2 separate regions of the Drosophila melanogaster genome follow, and region 2 is linked to region 1. Evidence: chromatin contacts called from public HiChIP or PLAC-seq data. All regions are on one chromosome and are shown on one strand. The core of a region is the stretch at or near the end of the contact, and the rest is flanking DNA. Distances in the headings are between cores, read along the strand shown.

Region 1 (6,070 bases), core at 2,058-4,557:
GAGTACGATTAAATCATATATTGCATACGAATCTTAAGATTACACCCGATTGTTTTTGTGATAATGTTTGTGGTGATAATCATTGTGGAGGCTGTATTCGATATGTGTTTAGGTCATAGTTTTCTTGTTTTTTTTTTTTAATTCGAAATGATGTAACCCCAACTTTCTCTTTAATACAGCATACTGTTCAGAACGCTGAACCATCAGTATGACTACATCTACGACTGGACAATGCTGAAGCAGAAGACCCATCAGGGTCAACCCAATCCAGCTATACTCTTGGAGCAATTGGACAAGGACAAGGAGAAGCAGAACGGCAAGCCCCTGATCGCGGACTAAGAGCTGCAGCGCATTCAGACGAATGGGGGGAGTGCATCAGAGAAGGAGAACGTGGATGCGTGGATGTAAATGACGTTGATGTGGGCGAAAGGCCCGGCAAGGAGCGGAGCAAATATGAAACAGACGCAACCGTAAAATTGAGTAACACCAGCGGTCGTCCGAATGTTTCTTAATATTAATTTAAATTCAATACTAAACAAATAAGGAACCACAAACAAGCAAGCAACGGCATCATCAGCAGGGCATATAAAATGATACCCCAGCAAATGTGATTCACGAGTGAATCACTGCGATCGATAATAACATAAACCGAAATTATTGCAAATCAATACGATTTAAACTAATTTGCAATCCATACACAAATCAACATACTTGCATAACACACCCACACACACACATACATACACACACTCACCCACTCTCATCCACCCACTCAAAAAGCAAACATCATTGCCCAAAAGGGGGAGAAAAAAGAAAAGAAGAGAGAAGAAGAAAAGAAGAGGAAAGAAATCAACAACACTTAGCCTAATAAATTACAAGAAATAATATTGGTAGAGTTGGAGGAACAAAATGAAGTAATGCTGAGGAAACTAAACCTATATATATATGTATATGTATATATGTAAGCGAATAAACACAACACCATATATGTATGCATATACCCATTTGATTCACGTCAAATCGAATCCAATGCTTAATTATGAATCGAGCGAAACAAAACTCAATAACTAATTAAAATGGAATAAATAAGAAACAAAACAGCAACAAGCAAACAACAACACAAAAAAACAACAAACAAATAAGAATAAACAATAAAAAAAAATTAATAAAACACACCGAGAAAAGCAAACAAAAAAAATATAGTGGAGGATGCGGAGGAGAAACAACCAAGCAAAGCCAACTGAGATGGGGGAAAATATAAAATAAAAGCAGCAACAAGAGTAAAACAAGCAAATAATAATTATAATGAAGAAAGAAAAAGAAGAAAACAGACCGCAAAACTGCAAAGTAATTTTGCATAGTACGCCGTAATAATTATAAATATAACTTATATTTAATTTTTTGAATTACATCAATAAATATGTTGAAATTAAATTTCGACTCGGCGCTGTTCACATCTGCATTAGATAGAGATGGGGGCATACGAAAGGGAAAGAAGTGCATTCAAATATATTTATTGTTGTAATATACGTCATTGTTTATTAGCGATTAGCTCTATTGGTTAATAATCTTTTTTAAAATTGTAGCATGTAATTAGTTTTTTTATTATACTATATTAAATTTACATAAAAATTGTATATTCATATATATATATATATGCATACGTTTTATTTGAGCCCCAACATTTAATTTCCCCCATAAGTGCTTTGTATCTAAAGTTGTATTCGTTTCAGCTGAAATTAAAATTTAGTTGAAATTAAAGATGCTTTTATATATTTAAATTAATCACAAAAAAATGCCTGTGTTTTTCAGATCTTGCGTTCAGTCATTAATAATGCATTTTAGTTATGAAAACTTGAACGTGACATAAAAACATTTCATTGTCACATTGGTTTATGGTTTATGGTTTATGGTTTATGGTTTGTTTATTTAAATTTGTACTGCTACTATTGATATCATCTAGTAGATTGCATAGCTGGTAGTTAGCAAAATATTCTGAAGAGATGAGAAAAAAAACGTAGAATCTTTGTAGAGAAAGTTGTCAATATTTTAAATTACGTTTATATTTAATGGAATGGTTATCTGCGATACTGTAATGGATGGTACAGGGGGGCGCAGCGTTAATCATCTTTCTTTAAAGTATTTTCCATAATGCCTCCAAAAATCGATTCGTAATGTTTTTTCACTTTCAGGTGGTCTTTCTTAAGATCCAAAACGAATTTAGCAGCTGACGTCTTTTGCAACCCGACTGTGAAATACATTTATTTATTAGACCCTCTTAATTTCTTTGTTTATTCGTCATTGTTGACCAATGACACGTACGCGGTCCGTCTGTGTGTGAGAATGTGCTTTTTATTATTTATTAACTTTATGGGATGTCCACTGCACTACTGACCCATTCCAATCAGCACCCCGTTTGCAAGCAGAAGGCGCTGATTGGAAAACACCAATTGCAGTGCAATTGCTGATAAGAACATTTAAAGTTCTGATTGAATAGTAAAAGAGCAAAAACGAAGCGCAACATTTATCAATTCGTCTCTTTAGTTTGACAAGAGATCTTAAAACATTTGCTATTTATAATTTTACATTTATAAATAACTTATTGCAGGATAACTCCTGAGAACATTGTCATTATTTTATCATTACATTCCTAAAAAGCTAACATGGGGAAAAATACAAATGAAATTTAAACTATGGCGCTTGTTTTGATACTGCGATTTAGATGGCTGCCACATAGTTTGACTTTGCCACCCGTGGAGCTGAAGTGACTGGAAATATATCTTTAACAACTTAAAGTTGCCTAACTAGTGCAATTATGCGCTTCAATAATGTTTTAAAAATAGTAGAAATTGGGACAGCGCTGCCAATAACTTCGAAAATTTAAAGGCAATCCAGTGGCACCACTGGCAAGCGAGTAGGTACAGGTGGCACCTCTACCAGTCGAGTTTGCACAGGTGGCACCACTAGCAAGCGAGTTGGCTCGATTAATGTTACTTGATTTACTATCGACTATGCTACTTGATTTAAAGGTATTATATGAAAAAACTTTCATTTCAAGTTTGAAGCATTTTTTCTTTTAGCTAGGTAAAAACTAACCGACTACAGAATAACCATTTACATATCTTAGACTCAAACGCTCTGACAAAAGAGCGCCTAACGGGAGGCCAAATGCCGTTCACCAAAAAGCATATATGACGTGGGCATTTTTCGGCTGACTCGCGGCTGGTCACACTGCCGGGCAACCGAATCGAAAAAACGGCGATTCGACATTTTTGTGCGAGTGTAAGGTTCGATTCCGATCTGGCTGGTTGTCTGACGGACGTGCTGCGTCTATTTTGTTGTGTTTTTTTGCGAACGAGCGAAGAGCGACAGGACCTCTGCGCCCGTATTCAAAGTAATAAGCGATTCGATAGCCAAATTAAAATTGTGTGCTTGTTTCTCGTGTATCTTGTGGTGTTTGTGCGATCCAAATCGAGTGGTCAACTTACATTCCCTTTCATCCTTTTCGTGGTTTATTTTTTTTTGCAAGTGCCGGAAAAATTCGAATTGGTTGTTCATCAATATACAACAGTTAACTGTATAGTAAAGTAAGAAATGGTCCACTGTTGTCGTTGTTTTTAAAAGGTGTAAAGTAAGAGTAAATGAATATAAAAGGCGCAACGAGAATTTCTTGAATCATGTTCAAATAAGCATAAGCAAGCATTCGATTAATTTACATGCGCGCATGTGTGCAATCCCAAGGACTTTGGGAACAAGAAGAACCGCGCGCACAAGGAGCATGCGAAGCAACAGGGAAAAATCATAAACGACAGAAATTGCTGCCCTTTTATTTGATTTTTGTGTTATGTTTTTTTTTTTGATGATTTTGAGTTCGCTGTCGCAGCAATAATATAAGAATTACAAACACACAGACGCAAGTGATATACGACCACCACTAGAGATCGCACACACACACGCAACACTTAGGCACACATAGGGAGATAGAGTGAGAGAAGGAGGAAAGGAAGGACGGAAAGGAAGGGACGAAGCGCAAGCTTATCTTTTCGCTTTTCGAGAACGCGAACGAAGACGATAAAAGCAAAGCAAACAACGCACACACGTAAATAAAACAGACATCGGCTGTTTAACAAACACACACATGTGTATATCAAAAAAGGGACAAAGCAAAGCGAAGAATATCAGCCTTTGGTTCTTCTTTCCTTTGCACATGTGCCTGGAAAATATCCTTACGAACACACTCCCATACGCATACGCATACGAACGACAAGCACGTGAAATTTTTGTTCCCTTGCTCTTTGCCCTTCTCTCTTCTGCCCTCGTGCATCGCTCTCTCACTTCCATTATTCGTCGCTAATCAAACGCTCTCTTCACTCTTTTAGCTGATTTTTTTTTATTGTTGCAATGCAATATTCGCGGAACGAATAACAACAACATACATAACTCAATATTCAAGTGCAAAGCAAATACAAATCAAACACAAAAGAAAAAGCAACGAAATAAAGATATATAGAAAAGAAAAACAAAACGAAAAAATTCGCACATTTTTTCTGTCTTGTCCAGTGGAAAATACAACAAATAAACAACAACGGCTAAATCAAGTTAACAATCTGTTCAAAACCAATCAACAAAATGTCTGCTGATATTCTGCAGAAATCAAGAGAGCAGGATGATTCGCACTACTTCGAGCGTGGCGATATATCCAAATACGTAACGGTAAGTTTCCCAAAATTCTCAAAAACTACGTTTTCCTCCGTTTTTAACTGTTCGGTCATTATATTCTTGTTCTTGTGTTTTTTTTTTCTCAAAATTCGGTATTGTTTAAAGTGTTATTTTTCAAGATGTGGTTTTACCCAGAGTTATGAATGAAATTGAATAAATATGCCATGACTAATTTACAAAACTAATTCAATAGGTCTCTTATGTTGTTTTTATATTGCATGCAGATGTGCGCATATGCATTTTTGTCTTGGTATTTGGGCTTCCAAGAAATTTAGTAAAACTCAAATTGCTAATTCACTAAAAAAAAAAGTCAAGCACTTGGTAAGCAAAATTAGAGAAGCTCCATATAGATTGAGTGAAAAGAAAACTTAAAATATTTTCCAGTCAACTTAAAACATGCCTAAACCACATGTTTTTTTTTGGTTTATTCATTTCGGCAGTTGCATTTTGCGCCGCATTTGTGTCGCATTGTTAAAGGCAATATGTGCATCGTTTGCTTAATTTCGATAACTTGTTTTCCATTTTTCACTTCGTTATATTTCCGTTTTGTTACACTTGTATTTGTTGTTTGTTATTCCCCATTATAAAGCTGATTCATAATTATACTTTCGGTTTGTCAACTCACAAAAAACAGCAACAAATAGAGAGTGTGTGTGTGTGATGGTGGTGAAAAATGAAAATAAGCGACAGACTATAAAGTGGACTAAATAATTCTCTGATAAGGATTTGTGATAAGTGTATTGGAGAAGGGGGCGGGGCATCCTTGCATATCACTCTCTCCCACCCGCTCTTTCTCCCTCTCGATCCGCTCCCTTACGCTGTGCACCTTCTCTTTTTGTCCCTTCTCTTCGTATTTATTTGTTACAATTGGCGTCATCGCAGCAGCATCATTAAAAGCAGCAGCAACAACAGCAATAACACCACTCGTGATCATTTACTGTTTGTATATACATACGTATGTATGTGTGTGGTGCATGTGTGCGTGTTGCTGGCAGCGACGTTGGCAGCGCAGCTGTTGATCGACAACAAATTCGATTAACTCAAGTTCCGGGTTTGCTTTGGATGGATTTTTGTGTTTTTAATGATTTCTGTTGTTTTATTTATACATATTATTTCGTTCATTTGTTTTTTTTGGGTTTATTGATTGCTCTCGGATGAGTTAAGTTTTTAATATTTTTTTTATGTTCAAAAGCTCTGCTGCAGCGATTACGTGAAAAGTTTTGCGGTTTTTCGTGTAAAAACGAGAGGGGAGCAAAGTAAGAGACAGATGGAGCAGTGTTGGGCTCACTTTTGTTTTGATTTTCTTGTTCTTGTGCCTGCGCTTTTTTTTCGCAAATTTGCGTAAACTAAA
Region 2 (6,070 bases), core at 2,649-5,148, 1.2 Mb after region 1:
CGGAAGGTCGGTCTGCGCCGCGCCGCCTCTCCCAGCCACACTCCGTTCCGCTTATCCCATATACTGGTACGAAGCGCAGACGGGCTCCTGATGACGAGCGTGTGGCGAGGATTGCAGCGCCAGACGTTGCAGGTGGCAACCGCGGCAGAGCAGGCGCCCGTCCAGCGGGTAACAGCGTTTGTCCGGCTCATCGGTCAGCTGCATGCCGCACTCCTCGCAGATGTAGCAGTCCACGTGGAAGTCCTTGTCCATCGAGACGACGCGCACAGTTTCGTCGGTGCCCTCGACGGGTGTGATGCCTGCCGAGAATTGCCGACGATTGCGAGATTAGCATTGACGTATTATTCGGAATGAAGTTGTGAACCCACCTTTGCCGCAGCTAGCGCACTTGGGCGCAAACATTCGATGGTAGTCGTTGACGCAGTAGATCTTGTGGTCCACGTCCACGGTGAAGGGCACCCCGTCTAAGCACTCATTGCACACACAGCACCGGAAGCAGCCCGGATGATACGACTTGCCCATGGCCTGCAAGATCTGCAAGAGGGAAAGAGCGAGAGCGACGTCAATGTGAGTACAAGTTGCCCAATTAGAGTGGGATAGAAACGAATGGGGTGCAGTACGAACCATTTCCATGATCAGATGGCCACAGATGGCGCACTTTTCCGCCGTCTGCTGGAAGCCCGAGTACTGCAAGAGTGAATTCTTATTATTATTAATTAATGGCGTTGAAATCATAACAAAGCAAATGAAAAGGTAATTGCGTCAGTAACCAAAAATAACGATTTATAATCATAAATATAATAAAATTCAAACAACACAATACAGTTGGGAAAGTGTTTTCTCAAAATGAAAAGGAGTTTTTACGGGGAATATCAATATTTTTCAGTCCTGACTAAACTACAACTACAACTATCTTCTCACCATGTAATCCTCCTCGCAATAGACCCGACCATGCACATTGTAGAACGCCTTGCCTCGCAGCGCCCGTCCGCAGGAGCAGCAGATGAAGCAGTTGGTGTGATACAGATTGCCCATCGCCTGGCAAGCCTGCCCGGCACCCTTCACCTTCTCGCCGCATGTGTGACAAATGCCTAGTGATTGTAACCGATATTATTGTGAGTCAGAGATATTATGGTTAAGTGCTAACAATAAATACACACCAAAGTATTCGCCGTGCTCCTCGCTCTGTTCGATCTCCTCCTCCAGCTGGCGTGTGAGCTCTTCGATCTTGCGCTGCGCCTCCGTCGGGCCAGCCGGACGCGGCGGGGTGACGCTATACGGTAGCAGATTCTTGGTGAGACCTGATGGCGGTACAGAGTAGATATTAGGTCATGCTATTGACTTGGCTTGCAAGGCCAAGTGAAGATTAGTCAGCTTAGTTAGGAAAAAACAAAAATAAATATGCGGGCGCATTGTTGGGACAAACGAAAATAATTGAAATAAATAAATCAGGAAAAAAGCTGAAAAATTCGCGGTGTAAGCCAAATTCTTGAATGAAAAATGAAATCAAATTATAATAATATTTTTCTAATTATAATTCCCATCGACAAAACATAAAAAATTTGTTTGTTTAAACGATAAAATCGCAATTTCAATCATGGTGAAATGAAAATGAACGATATTGCATTCGAATCGGTTTCGGTTGTCATTGAATCGGTTCAGGTAAAGGACTTAAAATTAAACCGGTTAGCGGCAACCGTTTGACCAAAGTTTGTCGCCCCGCCAACCGGTTTATGATTGAGCGATGAGTGATGACACGAACGGAACCCAACCCCTTTGGAGAAACCAAGCTCAGCCCGTCATACCTCTCCTGGGTTTCAAGGCAGCATTAACGGCTGCGTGCAAGCATTTTTGATGGGGGAAGCATTTGGATTCATTAGTTTGATTAATACAATCTCGAATTGATGGTTGTTTAGTGATGGAATGTATCCATGTAGGCAAAAGTATGCATACATAGATACTGAAATATTATAATATGTTGCATGCTAGGCGAAATACATGTTTATGTATAATAAAAAGTACGTTGAAGGTGCTTTTTATTATTATTCCATATTTAAATGATAGCTTTAGTTTAGTAAAGTAACCATGCATCTTTAAATGGATCGATAGAATTTTTGTTCACTTTACTATATATAGCATGTACTCCACCTAAGCGATGCAGTATCTATTCCATCACTTAAAGTAATTCGCCATTTTGGGGACAGACGATCGTCAGTCGCTTACCTGTGCTGCCCTGCGAGGGAGTGGGTGATGTGGCCACCGCCAGAGGAGCCGTCATCGCAATGGGCGTCGCCCGCAAGGAAGCGGTGGATGTTGGTGCTGCTGGTGCCGCTGCTGCTGATGTCGGTGCATTGGATGTGGTTGGTGGAGCTGCCGTGGCCATGCCCATGGCCAGTGATGACGTTATTATTGGTGGTTCCTGGACAGTTCGCTGGGCAGGGGCTCCCGTTGCAGCCGCCCTGCCGGTAGCCAATCCTGCTGCCGTATTCCTGTGCAGATTCGCCGTCATGCAAACGTAGTCAGAGCTATTGATGTCCTCTATATAGTTAGGATTAACGGAGACATTAATGGCGCCGCCGGGCGACTTAACGGGCGTGTGCTGCTGCAGTTTGGCCACCGACTGCGCGGTGGGTACGGGACTTAGGTGGCTAGGTAACGATAGATTCCTATATCGTTGCGTTGGCGATCCCAAGGAGCTAGAACTGGCCGTGTTGCTGCTAATGCTTCGCTGGTGCATGGGCGAGGCCAGCAGCGCATTGAGATCCAGACCGGCGGTGGACGAACTGCCTGAGGAGTTGGACGTGGGCTGCATCTCCTGATACATGGTGGCGGTGGCCGGCGAGGCCTGTGGCTGTGCCCGCTGGCCAGAGTGTGGAATGATGTTCTCGTATATGGGCGCAGCATGCTCCTCCAGATCGCCAGTTGGACCCAAAGCAGCAGAACGTCCCGATGGTGGTGGTGGTCCTCCTGCTGCTCTGGTCGTTCCCAACGATGCAGATCCTTGATTCTCTGGCACCGGCGTGTGTGCAAAGCGCCCAGCCCGAATGGGCTGCATCAGCAGATAGCCGTTCAATATGGCGCTCTGCCTGCTCCCGGGACTTTGAGGCTGAGCCCTCTTGTGGTTTGAATCGAATTGACCGTAGAACTCCAAGTTCTCATATACCGGCGAATGCTTCTGCGGTGCAATCCGCTGGCCCAGAATCTGTGCGGTCGGTGCATAGATTTGTGCACTTCCGTTGTGCGTGTGCTGTATCTGCTCCACCGGACGGGGCGTGGCGTATTTGGAGGCGGCAATGATGTTGCCGCGCTCGTACAGCTTATAGTCCTGATTGTGATGGAGTTGCTGCATTTGCTGCATCTGATGTTGCTGCTGTTGCTGCTGACTTTCCTGCAGGTAGTTCTCAATGGCGCCCGGTGAGCGCTGGTAGCTTCGCATGGCCACGCCCCCGTCTCCAGGGCCACCACTGCCGCCCCCTCCTCCAACACCAGCACCACCTCCCCCACCGATGTGAAGACGCTGCATCAGTGTCTCATAGTCGGAATCGGAGTTGCCGGGATTCCTCGCCTGCGTCTGCGTCCGCTGGGTGGTCATTCTGTCTTTTGATATATGTATATTTATCCACCAGATCCTGCTCCTCCTCCTTATCGTCTTCTTCTTCCGTCTCTCCTACTCCCTCGCCACACTTGCTGTCTCGCTCTGCGGGGGGGACGCCGCCCCGAAATCAACGATTGGCTCGCTTTTCCCGGTCGGAAAAGACCTTAGCTAACTGTGCTCGGCTAGTTGGCAATCAGTCAGTCGGCTTTTCCTTTATTCTATCAGCTTTTCTGCATTTTCTTTGTGCGCCTGCATTGGAATATCAAAAAATTCGTACAGTTAAGTGTGACCGCCGCGGGTTACGTTTATAATATACTGTCCGGCAGGCAGGCGAATATACCACAAAATATACTGCAGCTCAAAAGGGCCACTCTAAAATATCAAATACATATTGCATTGCATTACATTGTTTTTTTTTTTTTAATCTAGCAACGTTATTATTTAAAATTGTAAATTTAATTACAATTCCACTTAGTTATTTTTTTAGCTTGCAATAATTTTAATCCATTTAAAGTCGGGATTTTGAAATATTTGAGGTCTAAATTTCAAACATTGAAATTTTAATATTACTCTTCTTGAGTTTTTAACTTATATCCACTATTTTTACTTTTGAACCCAAAAGGTTAGCCAAAACTACAATTTTAGATCCCATAGCTCGAAATATATTATTATTTATATTTATATATTATTTACCTTATGATTATTTTTAAATAAAAGTTGAATGAATGGAAGTTTCGTGTACAAGTTTTGTATATTTAAAGGTTTTGGTCTGCCGCGTTTACATTTTGGTTAGTACAGAAACATTTAAATTATGTATATAACTAGCGTATATATCTGCGTAATTTGCATTAAGTTAGCATAGGAAGCCACAACAACGCGATGGAGCAGATGTACCGCATGGACCAGACTATGTGGCGTTCATGTCTGCAATGGAGCACGTCTGGTTCACCTTGAAGATGTTGGACAGCTCGTCCAGCAGTGTCTCATAGCGATAGGCCACACGGATCTCTGGCACATTGGTGCGCGTGATGTCGTTGCCCATGATACCGTCCTCGTAATAGATGGGTCCCAGCCACTGCTGTTTGATCTGTGGATGAAATCGGAATTGGAATCATTTGTCCGAACATAAAGCAGAAAGCATGCTTGGAACTCACGGCATGTGGGAATCCGCTCATCATCACACTGTTCCTGGCCAGCTCGCACATGTCGCATGAGCTGAGCTTCCACACCTGTGCCGCAATGCTGTACTCCTCCATGAGGGGTTCCTGAAAAGCGGACATGGGTTAATTTAATGCTGAATATTAAAGCATATATTGTCTAGCCCACCTTGGTGAAGTGGAATTGCAAGGGATCATCCGTGGAGAGGGAAATGATGAGGCCACGGGCCAAATACTCTGGCAGCGGATTGCGATGATAGTTGAGGAACAGGGAGTTGTTCGACAGCGGCGACATGGCGATGCCAATCTGGGTCAGATAATACAGATACTGCAGCACGGGCACTTTGCGCAACAGGAGGCCGTGGGAGATGTTCTCGGCCATGAGGAAGCCGCAAACCAGATGCTGCACGGGTCCAGCCTCGCCGCAATGGGGCCGCAGCACAAAGGTGTTCATATTGCGAGATCTGATGTATCAAAGGTAACAGTGGGTTAATCAATGATATATATACATATCAATATACTTCTACGCACTGTCTAAACTTGTTCAGCACCGTCATGTTGGCGTACATATAGTAGATATAGTAGGCATAGGGCGGATTCTCCTCGTAGGTCCACTCCTCCGGACGTGGCACATCGTTGTCGAAGAGCGGATTCTCCGGCTTGGACTCATCGTCCACCGAATCGAATCCGATCACGTACTGCAGAAAGCGATGCAACTCGGGATGCTTACTGGGTCGGGCTGTCGCCTCGAAGAGCGGCAGGAATATGTTGTTCAAGATCTCCTGGAATGACTTCATCATCTTGTTCGACTTGAAGATGTCGAAGAGACGGGGTATCTGGATCAGCCAGCGAATGTTCGAGCTGTACACATCATTGTCGATGGCCCACTTGGCCAGTTTGTACCACTCATCCGGCGACTTGCCATAGATGGAGAGACGCAGCTCGGCGTTCTGGTACTTGGACTCCTCCAGATCGAAGGCCACTTCCTGGCAAGAAAAACGGAAGAATTAGTTTATAATCGTATTCAGTTGTGAATTGATAACCACCTTTATGATCTGTGCAAAGTATTTGCCATTCAGATAGTTGTCCGTCTTCAGGAAGACTTCCCTGAGCCGCGACTCCCCGATGGGATTGTACTTGGAGTTAAACTTGTCGAAGCGATGGAACGTGTTGCGATCGGCATGGACGTCCAACATGTCGACGGTCAGGTCGTAGGTGGTCAGGTTCATCGACTGGAACACCTGGGCCAGTGTCATTTGCTGGCCATTGGTGACGGTGACCACCTCGTTGGCGTTGTTCTTCAGCGTCTTTTTAATGA

The links. HiChIP or PLAC-seq counts read pairs in DNA pulled down with a chosen protein or histone mark.
Region 2: an H3K27ac HiChIP or PLAC-seq map of the Kc167 cell line shows a contact between it and region 1, with 2.9 times the contacts expected there. The contact joins the promoter of jub here to the promoter of lncRNA:CR33963 in region 1. A contact is called at or near these places in 1 of 107 Hi-C or Micro-C datasets (eye imaginal disc) and 1 of 6 datasets of contacts at active chromatin or transcription factors (the Kc167 cell line).

The regions. Positions count from the first base shown.
Region 1 is chrX:12,656,155-12,662,224 of dm6, forward strand. It overlaps lncRNA:CR33963 (long non-coding RNA:CR33963), which reads left to right and starts at 3,308. Exons shown (of 1, transcript NR_002692.1): 1 at 3,308-4,478. It overlaps Tis11 (Tis11 zinc finger protein), which reads left to right and starts at 3,261. Exons shown (of 4, transcript NM_001272561.2): 1 at 3,261-3,394; 2 at 4,380-4,713. The coding sequence starts at 4,630. It overlaps CkIalpha (Casein kinase Ialpha), which reads left to right. Exons shown (of 4, transcript NM_078585.6): 4 at 180-1,680. The coding sequence ends at 339.
Region 2 is chrX:13,826,419-13,832,488 of dm6, forward strand. It overlaps jub (Ajuba LIM protein), which reads right to left and starts at 3,899. Exons shown (of 6, transcript NM_001298303.1): 1 at 2,224-3,899; 2 at 1,161-1,301; 3 at 922-1,091; 4 at 625-687; 5 at 369-534; 6 at 1-299. The coding sequence starts at 3,592. The coding sequence ends at 52. AMPdeam (AMP deaminase) reads right to left here. Exons shown (of 9, transcript NM_001258730.2): 5 at 5,799-6,070; 6 at 5,284-5,738; 7 at 4,922-5,216; 8 at 4,750-4,860; 9 at 4,323-4,682.